Linked DNA regions of Anas platyrhynchos: region 2 is linked to region 1. A link is a contact called in public Hi-C data. All regions are on one chromosome and are shown on one strand. Each heading gives the region's core, a stretch centred on a gene start, on an enhancer-like site or on the middle of the called end of the contact. The rest is flanking DNA. Distances are from core to core; before and after follow the strand shown. Region 1 holds the start of STC1 (stanniocalcin 1). Region 2 overlaps DOCK5 (dedicator of cytokinesis 5).

What was found. Hi-C and Micro-C count contacts between places; a contact is called where the count stands out from the background.
Region 2: a Hi-C map of F5 follicle shows a contact between it and region 1, with 2.3 times the contacts expected there. The contact joins the enhancer-like site here to the promoter of STC1 in region 1. A contact is called at or near these places in 3 of 8 Hi-C or Micro-C datasets (F5 follicle, small yellow follicle and subcutaneous adipose tissue).

Annotation. Positions count from the first base shown.
Region 1 is chr23:2,365,360-2,371,688 of IASCAAS_PekinDuck_T2T, forward strand. It overlaps STC1 (stanniocalcin 1), which reads right to left and starts at 2,245. Exons shown (of 4, transcript XM_038167028.2): 1 at 1,845-2,245. The coding sequence starts at 1,962.
Region 2 is chr23:2,613,380-2,619,708 of IASCAAS_PekinDuck_T2T, forward strand. The region is part of intron 3 of DOCK5 (dedicator of cytokinesis 5); the gene reads left to right. Among named protein-coding and RNA genes, the nearest start is that of DOCK5, 15 kb to the left of the region's middle. Within about 2 kb of position 3,057, at least 3 of the 8 cell types and tissues checked have an H3K27ac peak or open chromatin away from gene starts, as enhancers often do. A contact at or near this core is called in F5 follicle, where this site is marked.

The DNA.
Region 1 (6,329 bases), core at 995-3,494:
CTGGCTCGTAAACCACATTTGGAAATGAGACTGAAGTGATGGTGGTTACCAGCAAGCTGGCATGACATTGGGTCTTGCAGCATGGAAGCGCTGCTTTCACTAGCATTGGAAATATTTGTGGTGTTCCAAAAAGCGTAAAGTGTCTAGGAATAAGATCTTAGTTTGCGTGTTAATTATCAGTACTGCAAAGGACCTGAACGAGGAATTTGGTGCTAAATACCAGTGTGGTACCCAGCAATTTGCAAGCATAGCCAAGAAAGGTCAAAAAATTCCCAAAGAGAAGGGACATTTGGGCAGAGAAAGTTAAGGTAATGGAGATGACCATGCATAATTAACACCTTTGAGGCAGTCGTTGGTCTGAACAGGAGGGTATCCATGTCATCCCATCTCTTTTCGTGCAGATAGTGTGCATTTTAACAATGAATCAGCAGTATTGCCACACGGTTGCCCTGAAGTTAGTGGGGATTAACCTTTTTTGGTAAGCCGAACATCTGTCCCCTTATGTGTCTGTGCAAGGCATATTCATTACTTTTGCAGCTCATGTTACCAGACATTCTTTAGGAAGAAATGCTAACCCGGTGTCTCCCATCAAGATCCTAGGTGTAGGAAAAGTGAGGATTTGCATTCAGTGCAAGAGAGCACACCTTATTAAGAACTAAGTTGTAGCCTAAAGACGGATCTCATAACTAGGATCTTTCCGGAGAAGAAAATTTAAAAAAAAATCACCCAATTAACCCCTCCTTGTGCTCCGCTCTTCCTTACATGCCTAAAGGGAGAAATATTTGGTAAGATCATCCTCTCCCCAGTTCACAACCTCACCGTCACACAAGTCATTCCCATAATTATGTTTCCACAGGTTCAAATTATAACTTTGCTTTCAGCAGACTTAGTATGCATTAAGCTTTTATTGTTTTAGGCACAGTGCAATAGTGAGACCCTATGTTTCTATAGCAACCAAATACAAAAGGAAATTGAGCAAACACCCTAGTATAATGCTGCAGAGCCTTGCAGATCTAAAATAAGACATCTGTTAATGAGCTCCAAATTAGAGACCTAATATCTTTTCAGTATACTAGAAGACAGATTTTTAATTCCCATTGTTCAAGACAATGTGTGCAACTTATCTGAGCATCTATAGTGCACAAAGTAGAGACATCCAGTGCTGACTTGCCAGCAATTTTTTTATCTATTGTAAAAGCAAGTTTGCTAAATGTCACAAACGCATTTTTATGGTACCATCTAACTGATAGCAATCAGTTTTTGAAAATAAATGCTAGCAGTGGACAGTTTCTAGGTTACTGCATTCTTCAAAGTCGCGTATCTCTCTCCCCTTCTTTGAATAGGCAGATGTTTGGCAGAACAATGGTTCAGTCAAATTTCCACGGATTTTATCAACTTCCTAAAAAGCAAGGAATTTAACACCAAAGTATAATTGCCATGGGAGAAGAGAGAGATACATGCAAGCAGGAGGGGGGAAAAAGTACATGGAACTCATTTAGGAGATGGGGGAGGAGGAGGGAGAATGGATTACATCCTGCAAGCAGATCACACACCGGTTCCTTGACCCAGCTCCTGAAAGAAGAAGCTTTCTTCTCTGGCTATGCACCAATATCCTCCTGAACCAGTCCCTGAAATTAATACTTGCTCCTACCAGGCATTAAGTTTATAAGAGGAAAAAAAAGGAAGAAAAAAAAAAAAAGGAAGAAAAAAAAAAAAAAAGGGAAGAAAAAAAAAAAAAAAGGAGGAGGGAGGGGGGAGGAAAAAGGAAAAATGAGCAGCAGAGATATCTGAGACAGTTGCACACATCGGGGCTGAGGCTCAGAGCCCTCTTTGCCGGCTGTTACCTGAGTTCTGGGCTGCAACCCTGGGTTTCCTGGGGCTCACAGAGTCATTCTGCTCAGCTTCGTAGGATGCGGACGCACTGATCACCAGCAGCAGCAGCAAACCAGACTTTAGGAGCATTCTCTGACAAGTTTCCGCTAAGTGTGGTTTTTTGGCTTTTTTTTTTTTTTTTTGGTCTATGTGTGTGTGTGTGTGCGTGCGTGCGCGTCTCCTCTTCCACTTCGGCTTGAGCAAAGACGTGGAGCTGGATGTGCTGCCAAGGAGAGCGAGAGGAGTACGCCCGCTTGGGGACCACCGCCCGCTCTGCTTGGCCCCTCTGGCTCCTGCTCGCTGGGGACCAGGAGCAGCGCCGAGGGCTTTTATAGCTTTTATAGCCGCCCTTATCGGTCCCCCGCGGGCTGCCGAGCCAATCGCGAGGCGTTGGGCAGAGCCAATGGCAGACTGGACTCATTCAAGCCTCAGAAAACTGCAACTTCACAGGAAGAATATTTTCCAGCCAATTAAAAGTACCTGCCAAACAACAATCGCCCAAAAGTTAATCGTCGGCGAGGCGGTGGGAAAGGGAAAGAGGAGGAGGAGGAGGGGGGGGGGGACTTCCTACGGTTAATTGAGCTCAAGGAAATGACAGGGCAGTCCTAAATCTTTCCCCCCTCCCAAAATGATAATAATAATAATAATAAAAAAAATAAAATCACCTGCCCTTTTAAGAAAGGCTATTTTCCCATCTGGTTAGCGGTGATCCCAGGGTTAGGGCTGCTTGGCAGGGGTTTTTCCAGGCGGTGCATCCGATGGGGGCTCTCTGCAGCCTCGCTGCCCCGCACCTGAGCGCAGCCCCCAAAGGACATCCCCGCCTGTGTGCCGGCAGCAGGCATCACCCAGCGCCTGCCAGAGCGTGTGCTCGGCCCCAAACCCGCACACATACACACTGCTCCTCACGTAGGCACATGCAAATACCCCAAACCCTTCTTCCTCGCGCGCAGCATTCCTCGCCTTCCCCTCTCTTGCACAATTATGGTAATAAAATCACGCGTTCGTACCTCCGACCTCAGCACAGGCTTGCTCTTACTGCTCCGGAGTGAAGCTCGAGGAAGAATTTTTAGGTGTTTGGTGGTTTTCCTCTCCCCCCCTCCAGCTCAATTCTGCTTTTTTTTTTTAGATTTCATAACGGGAGGAGGCACCCTAATGCCTGATTTAGTCCTCATTTTAATAGGCACATAATGAGGATTAACACACTACAGAACTGATTATCCTGTATAGCAGAGACAATTTAAGGCTCTGAGTATTTAAGGGATGAAAGTATAAGCAGTGGTATTAAGGCTTAGGGCTGAAATGAAATTGGGAAGGTGCACGGAGGAAGAAGATTTACAGACAAAAAAAAAGTTACAAATTCCTGCAGCTTAGGATAAGTCAAGGGATTTAGGTATCAACTATTACTGATCGGGGATGAGATGGCTTCTTCTGCATCTTGAGTGTGCTTGGTTCTCACTCAGCCATCCCCACGATCTTTTCTGTTGGAGAAAAAAAAAGATTCTCATCTCCGTGGTGCCAGGCAAGGAAACGCAGCCCGAGCAGATTCATAAATACATCCGTGGACACAAGTTGTGTTCGGCTCGGATGAGCCGATTCTACAAATCTGCATTAAGTGGAAGCGCAAAAAAAACCCTCATCTCGTGGGCATTCATTCAGCTTTATGGGTGGCTAATTTTAAAAGTCAATAAGGAAGCAATTTAAAGAAAAACAGAAGTAGCCTCTTCCTTAGCAGGGCTCCAGAAGCAGTGCCCGCTGCTTTACCTCGTTCCTGTCCTTTTTTTTGCCTAGGTTTGACAGCTCTGACCGTGACAACGGGACTGCTCTGGTTTCTTGCCCCATCCCTGGGCTGTGATTTCTTCTGAGAGGGAGCTGACAGCTCGGTTTGGGCTGTGCAGCCCTGTCCGTGTTGGCATATTTGGTGTCAGCTTCAATTGGAATAGGAGCAGGAGCGAGGTTGTACTCCTGCCTTGGGGTCAAAATAACAGCTGTGCCAGATGTTCCAAGAACACTCAAAAAGCACTGAAACAGAAGGGTTTCGGGTTTCGTCTCAGTTTTGTGACACTGAGCCAATTTAATTAAATAAAAAAAAAAAAAAAGAAGAAGAAAAAAAAAAAAAACAGCCCTGCAAAAGCACTGTGGTTTCTCTACTTAATAGGACCAGTCCAGTTTGCAAGTGAGAATAATCCCATAGGGTTTGATTCTGATTAAATCAAAAGCAACTCTGGCATTGACTTCAATGGGGGATGAATCACCATTCTATCTAAGTCCTGTTTGGAGTGGAAGCATTGCATTTTCCACAAAATTGAATTTCAAACTCAAAGCCCAAATCCTCCACCCCTTCCCCCCCAAGGTGAACATTCCTACTTGTCTTTCTGAATGCTTCAATCTGAACCGAAATAGTTTGCAAAACAAAACAGGTTGTCCTGGCCCTCTGAGCACGTATACATCCTGATCTGAGTCCAAGTGCAAGGAAAAATTAGAAGGTAGCAAGTAGTTCCTATAGATACCAAAATCCTTCCAGCACATTTTCTGTTCTTCCTCCTAGCATTAATCCGGGGCTGATTGACTCTATTAGGGCCATGCATGGTAGCTGGAGTGTTTGTACCTGCTGTAGGTTTTTTTTAAAGCAACCGGTTCTGATTGTGAACTGCAATAAAAGAAGATTAACTGTAAGATGAGGATCAGGTTGGTAATGGGAACAGGCACTACCCCACAGTGTGATACACTGGCTCAGGACACGTGCAAACATTACAGTATCAGAAAAAGCATTATCAAGTCTCCACAAAGCCCCCGGGAAGGCAGCAGCTTTATTAACTGCTTTCAGAAATTTGGAAAATGAATTTGAGAGCAGAGAACCCACACGGAGCTGCTGTCAAATTTGGCGGCGGACTTGTACCAGCACATTTACAGGCGAGGTATTTGTGTCCTTTTGTACCGGAGTGTATTTGCATTAGCTATTTTGTATATTGAAGGCAACAAGTACTGAAAAATCCCCCTGTAACTCCCATTCTACTCTCACCGTGTGATGACAGAGGGGCTTGGCTTCTCTCTTGTACTCAGGCTTTTAAGGGAAGAAGAAATAACCAGCCCAGGAGTCCTAAAACTCCTCAAATATTGATGGTTTTCTCATTCCAGGGTCACATCTCCAGGACTCTTGCTAGAAGGTCTAGGGGCACAAGAAGAATACCCACTATGGAATAAGATGTTCCCTAAAAATCTTCATTCCTCCTGTTCTCAGTGAATAGCTGGCCTGGACCTGTGAGATATCACCAGGAGAGAAAAGAAGCCCCCAGATTAAAAAAATAAAATAAAATAAAATAAAATAAAATAAAATAAAATAAAATAAAATAAAATAAAATAAAATAAAATAAAATAAAATAAAATAAAATAAAATAAAATAAAATAAAAGCAGGTCCTACTATTCATTGCTAAAGGCTCAGCATAACCTGCTGGAGGGATTTTCTCCTTAGCCTCCTTGTCAGGTTAAATGCTGCCCTGAAGTAGAAGGGTTTCTGTCCCAAACCTTTGTTATTTGGCTGATACATGTAAAGGGGAAAAAAAAAAAAGACTAAAAGAAAAAAAGGCACTGCTAGCCCTCAGTGACCCAGCCTCTTCTCGCTGTTTCCATTCAAGGGCTCCTATTAAACTGAACAGCACACACCATTGTGCCTCTGCGAGCCTATTCCCAAGGTGTTAAGATTTTCGCCCAACCTCGCGAAGAAATAGAGGGGGGAGAGAGGAGGAAGCGAAGCAGGGAAATAAAGGAGGGGAACCCAAAGTCAATAACCCTCCCTCTCCGCGCTCAGCTGCTCCCTGCCTGGAAGCTGCTGGCAGGGCAGGGCCCCCCCTGTTTGCCATTGTGTAACCCAACCCCTGTCCCCCCCCCCTGTCCCCGGCACGGGACCCCCTCCATCCGCTGCGCTCCGGAGGGACGTGAGCGACGGCGTCACCTCGGGTGTTAGCCACGCTCCGCCGCGTCGTCCCCGCACGTCTGCTCCTCCCCGCCAAAGGCTTGCCGACACTTTGGCACACACGTACGCAGCCACCCCACCCTTTCCTCGCGGCTCGCTGCAGCTGGCTCGGCCGAGGAGCACCAGGGCTGGATGCAGGGAGCCGCGATTTGGAGCTTCGTGCGGAGACGAGCCCGCGGCCGGCACACGGGGCAGAGCGCCGAACCGCATGGGATGTACCGAGCGCCTTGCGAGGATGAAACCCGTGCCGTCTCGAGGCCTTGACGGCTCGCCAGCCACCCGTGCACATCCCGCTGGACCAGCTCCTCGGCAGGTGCACATTAGTATAACCGCCGAATTCAATATTCGCCATTATTCCGATGCGTCACCACACGCTGTCTGGATGCGATATTCCCCGGCGTGGGGTTATAAACCAGGAGTAGCTTCAATTACACTGACAGTATAAAAGCAAAGCAAGGGAGAGGCTAAGCAGAACCTTTTAATTTG
Region 2 (6,329 bases), core at 1,807-4,306, 250 kb after region 1:
GGGTCTTTGCAGCAAAGATCCAGGAATTAGGATTCTCAAGCAGGCATTTAGGAGTGCTTGCTGCAGAGGAAGGACAAATACGTGAAAAGCAGCAAACCAAAATATTCTTTACACTCGCATTTATAGACAGACACATGCACATATTTGGAGGCTTTGTTTTGAAGCAGGAGGTATCTTTAGTGAATGTAGATCATTTATATTCTGGTGGGTTTAGCTTGAATGCTGCACAGCTCCATGCCTGCTTGTCTGAGGCAGCTTGCTCTGAGAAGGGTTAAGCTTTGTGTTTGTCGACAGCATTGCAGCAAAGGGGATGAAGTAAGCTTGAAGGGCAGAAACGCTGTACTGCATCTTTAACAGGGTGTGTCCCATCCATTGCTGCAGTCTCTGCTGCAGTGAGGTTTAAATTGGGCTCTGTCTGTCTCGTTAAGCCTCCTTACTTTATGATAATTGGAGATGGCGATCATATTCAGACACAGCGCTAGAATGGCTGCTGATCTGAAAGCGACAATCAGCCCACGAAGGGTGGGAAACTTTGGATAGCACAAATCCCCTGCCCAGTCACCCATTGCGTAGTCCAAAAAAAAAAACTTTTTAGTGATTTTGTGCTTTTAGTGAGTTAAAAGGCTCTGTTCCATATATAAAGGAGCTCGCCGGGGATTTTGGCACTCTGTAGCATCGTACTGTGTTAGTAACTTTGCAAAGTCATCGAACATGTTCTGCAGCAGCTGCTGAATATTGCTGAATCAATTTGGCACTGAGAAAAAGATTGTTAGGCTGCTGAATTTCCTTGAGATTTGTAAGTCCCTCAGACTCATTTTACATGCAATTATAAAAGACACTGTCTTTTCACAGGATTGACAAGCAGGTTTCAGAGGATTAAAAGGAGTGATTTTGAAATAAAATCCTCTGCCTTCATGACTGCAGTGCTAGCTGCACTGTGTGGGGCAGGTCCAACACCACTTGCGTAGTCATTGCGTGCTATAGTTATACAAAGCCTGCTGTGGTCTCCTGAGTGCTTGTTCCCTTTGTATTATAAACATCCATCTGTGACGAATGTCATATTTAAATCCTGTGAGTTTGTGTATTGCAAAGTTGGTAGATACTGTTCAGTTATTTTTATTTTGAAAAGGAGTCGTTTTCTTAGACTACCTTGTAATTCATTGCATCTGACATATGGTGCTGCTCCAAGAAGAGTGTTCACGTCACCAAATGTAGTTTCATGCTCAGATCTCATCCTTTCTAATTGAAATTTTGGTCCTTTGCATCTAAGACTTGTTCTACTAAACTGAAGCAGTGACAAATATTTTGTTAACCTAAATGAAGAGGTAATACTTAACCAGAACAAAACTATGATTTAGGCTATCCATTTAAAAGTAACTCCCATGTTCTTACACACTCATGCTACTAGCACATTTGTATGCAGGGGCTTCTGCAGAATATGTCGAGTCCACCAGCAACTAATCAGGCTTCCAGCTAATATTAAGGGCAGATTGCAAGATCAGCCTCTGTAATTATAAGATGGCAGACATAATTTCTGCTTGTCTGTGAAGTGTTCACTGTACTTCTGGCACTGAAAATGAGATAAGTTGTTCAATTTCCTCCCGTGTCATGAGAGTTCACTGTTCTAAGTCCTGCAGAGACTTCAGAGAAGATTGCAGGGAGCAGGGAGTGGATAGCATTTCACTTAAAATTATAGAGCACATATATTTTCAAAGAAAGTGCAGAGCCAGACTTCAGAGCTCATTGAGCAATGTTACCTCTGGAACAGCGCAGACCCTTTTAGATGACACTGTGCATCAACTACAGGAACAGTGAAATGCTGCTGATTCATCTCTATCTTTACTTTCCCTTATGTGAGCTCTAGTGCCACCAAGTGCCCGTCCCCTGGAAGAAAGCAGCCCAGCCTGATTGACGCAAACAACGTCCAAATGAGCTCTTTCAGGGAATGCAGTGATCTGCAGCAGGTGGGATCAGAGCTAAAATAATCTTTTCTGAAACAGAAATATGAGGGCTTGAAGTTGGGATTCTTCCAAAACCTTAAAACTCCTTGTAACCGAGCTCTTAATAGCAGATTTAGCAGTGTTCCCAGCTTAAATTTGTTGGCTGATAGAAATAATGGTTCGGTAGTTAATAGACTGGGTGTAGGTCCTACAGCACAGCTCACACCAAAAGAGTAGGACCAGCTGCTTTGTTTGTGATCAGTTGCTCACAAACCAGAGACTGAGCAGAATTGTGAAAGGCTGGCCTGAAAGCAGACGTGAGTGGGTTAGGCTGGGTTTTGCATGTAGGGAAAGAGCTGGAAAGAACCTTATTTATTCTGCTGGCCCCTGAAATGCAGTGACAGGTAAAGGAAAGGAGACACGATACTAATCTGAGATTGTGGCAGCCTTGAAGCAATGATAGAGGAGACAATAGATTGTACAAATGCATTCAGCTTATGTAATTTCAGAGAAGGAAGCTTGCCAAAATTGACGTAAATAGAAAGCCAGAACATTTTTAGGTGTATACTCTACTTGATTCTCAAGTGGACTCTGCCAGGACTCATTGTGCTGCTTTTTTTTTTTTATACCACTCAAGGTGATCCAGGTTTGTCCTGCATTCCTTCCTCTGTGTTGTAAGAAGGCAATAATGTTTTTTTTTAGAGCTCAGGTGATAAAAATTCTTACTGTTCTCTTCCTGCGTGTAGAACTTTTACTGGTTTACATCATTTCCAGCAGTCTGATATCAAGAGTTTAGTCCTTGATTCCTTTGGAACAAAGTTTAAAAGATTTTATACTGGCTAATTATGCTACTAGAGCAGTGCTGTTAATGAGGCTGGAATACATGTTCAAGAAATTAAACCTATTGCCCGAAATAGGAGCAGATATCCTTGAGCCTTTTGTACGAGATTTCCCTTTGGATGGGGGAGGCTGTAGCCTGGTGAAAAATTGTTCCCTACAGTGCATTTTGTAATCACCACTTGCATATGAACCTGACTGACTTCTTCCTAAAAGGGCAAAAGCTGGAAGGAGCCAAGTGGCAGATAAAGCTCTCTGAATTTTCATTCCCTATCTTAGAAGAAAGAATGCGGAGTCCCTTAGGCCAGGCAAGACCATTGTGTGCCTCACCAGGAGATCTGTCTGTTCCCTGCCGAGCTGAAACAAACATTTCCATGTTTATAGGGCTGGCGATGGCTTCATCAAATTGCAGATCAAGTCTGCTTCTGCTTTCCTTCCCTCAAACAATATATTGAACTGCTACCTCTGAATTAGTCATCCCATCTGGCACTCGCTGAAACCAAGGAGCTAAATCTCTAGGCAGAAGAGAGTGGAGCTGGTCCCTTAGCTGACGGATTTGTATTTTAACATGTGAGAAACCTTCAGAGGCCTGAGAGGTGTCACCCAAGGCAGCCGAGCGGGGCTGATGTGCAGCAGCTGAGAGCCAGCATGCCCATTTGCTTTCTAATGCAGCCTTTGGACAAGGAATTACAGATTGCACGTGAGCACACACAAGAAATGCTGTTAGGATAAAAGACCCCGTCCTTTTTGTGCAGTTTTTAATTCGTTATGCTGCAGCCTCGGTGTGTGCAGTTTGTATCTTCAGACTGAACTAATGTGCCAGGCTGTCACCTCTCTGTGGTCCTGCACGTGTTAATGAAAGAACGTGGGCCCGATCCTGGAGTCCTGCAGGGCTTAATCCTCCCCCGTGAAAGCTGGTGTTGGGTGAGATACTTTGTCTTGCTCGGATTAGTCTTGCTGTCAGTAAAACAATGCTGTAATTGTCTTCCTGCCTTTCTTGCGGTGCAGTTCCGATGAATAAATCAGTTTCTAGACCGCTGTGTTAGAGATAAGTACAATTTGGGCAGAGTGTTGGCAATCTGTGCCTTTTGGATTTCTATACTAAACTCACTAATTAAAATCCAGAAGAGTAGGAAGGCAGAGGGCTTTTTCTTACCCTCTACAGAGCGTTACCAGTTGCCAGCAAGTAATTTTATTTTCTTTTGCCCGGTTGGTTGCTTGAGCTCTGCTCCAGGCAGTGCGTGTGCTCCCAATGCCTGGCAACAGCGACCTGACGTCAGTCCCGGCACACTCCTGAGCAGCAGAAATAGCAGAAATAGTGCCTTGTCACCGTGCTCTCCTTGGGCTGAGCTGCATCACGCTGCTGCAGGGCTAGCCTGCCTTCATTTGCCTGCACAGAGCAATGCAGAAAGGCGCTTGGGGGGGAATTAGTGCTGCAGGGGGAGCGTGGTGCATGCTGAGGGTATAGGGCTGAGCACAGCGGTAGCTGTTTCCTACGGTAACAAGTGGCTCCTTGTTGGCTGATGGCAATTTCTGTGCACAGCAAAGTGGCAGAAGTGCTGCCTGCCGTGGTACAAAATAGTAATCCATGCAGGGCAGCGGTTCCCAGCCCCTGCAGGGCCCGTGGAGCAATGTGCTGCAGGGAGTCACCCCTCAGGCAGCTGGCCACAGCTAATCTCAGGGACTGCTGTTCTCTGGGACTCCCACAACTATTTAGAACATGAATGTTTTTGCCAGATGTATATACAGCATGCTCAAAGTAAAATGAGGGTGGTACAGGATAGAAGCCCACAGAATGTATCGTTGCATTGCTCTGAGGTTTGTCTTCAACATGAATTTACAAAGTTGAATGGACACTTAATCCCTGACAGAATTTTGCCCTGCCATGTTAGGCTTTGAAAAGTGCAGACGTTTTGAGTTGCAGTTTGTGTGTACATCTGCAGAGATCCTCATAGATCTTGATGCCACAAACGCCCTTCTTGTTTCACACAGTAAATACCGGGAGCATCACTGAATGACAGTTTTATCTCATGTTATTTCTTTGTGTTGGAGGAGGTCGTTTTTCACATAGAAGAGCATTAAATCGCTTCTTTGCTGTTGTTTGCTGCAGAAATGTTTGAGGCAGGTAAGGATAATAACAGGAAATAATTTTGCAGGGACCGAAATATGGCCTGCTAACTCTTAAGCTGTGCAAAATGCCCCCTCCTGAATTTACCTGGAGCTGTTTAATTTGCTTTTTTCCTGCTTCTGAGGAACCAGGCCGCTGGCCACAGGCATCACAAACCTGCTGGAGCCTTGCCACAGCCAGGTGCAGGGGGTTTGAGCACTCTGCAGGGAAGAGCAGTTTTCCATGCTGATCTTTTAGTGGCATCTAGCGTTTAATATTTGTAATAGCATCCTCGCACAAACATTTGGAACTGCAGTATCCTTGAGAATTTGCCTTGAGATTAAGCATTTGTTGATCTTTTTAAGGAGAATATCACTTATTTGAGGGCTGTAGGCTTAGACATTTTAAAATAAATGTTTTCCAGTGCTTTCCTTCTCCCTAAATCCGAGTGCTTTCATTTGATTTGGGTATTTAGCAAGTCTTTTCTTCAACTTCGATATATTTGTTTATAATTCTGACTCTTAGTGATTTTTCTAATCTCTCTCTCCCCATAGTTGAGATTCTTTTTCCCAACAGTTGTGATAGTTTTGGTTCTCTGAAGGGATGAAACAATCTCTTGGATTCTTTGCTAGAATTAACCTCACACTATGGGAGCATTGAGACAACGGAGGGGGCATCTGTGAATGGTGCTGGCAGGAAGTTTGTGTTTGGGCTCTGTACCCCTTGCGTGAGAGGGGAAGGGAGAAGAAGAAGGCAGCACGAGTAACAGACATGAGAAGCAGCATGGAAGTTGAGAGAGCTTAATGGCCAATGCCAGAGATCTTCAAAACCATAGACACTACTGCTGATAGGTGTGTTATTTTAACCCCGTTCTTGCAAGCAGTGAGAAGCAAGCCCACTTCGCTTCCTTTCTTTCTCTTCTCTGGTTCACTTTATAAAAGAAAAATGTCTCTACAGTGAGGGTATCTCAGTGTATGGGACTGATGCACTAGAAAAAGTGATTATCATATTGGTATTGTTTCCCAGTTTTGGTTTTCCAGGTTCTGAATACATCTTTCCTCCTTTTCAATGGGAGAAAAGAGAAATAAGTTGAAGAAAAAAATAATTAAAGATAAAACTCATAAAAAAGAATCAGTATTAGATGAATGGGGAAATTCTTAGGACTACAAATGTATCATTGAAGTGCTCGTTTATTTGTATGCAAATGAGCCATAAGAATGAGACATAAGAAAGTCATGGGCTTTATTTTTTCTTCTGAAGTGTGCATCACATAATAAAATTTTGTGCTTATCCAGAGCCTTTCCTCTAAAGACCTCAAAACTCCTAATGAAAATTAACCGAGCCCTGTAAGTAAATACAAGCAGTTTGTCTTTGTTTAAGTATACAAGGAATACCTAGAACCCCTAAGTTGTAGGTGAATATTTCTGAAGAGTTGCACATAACCA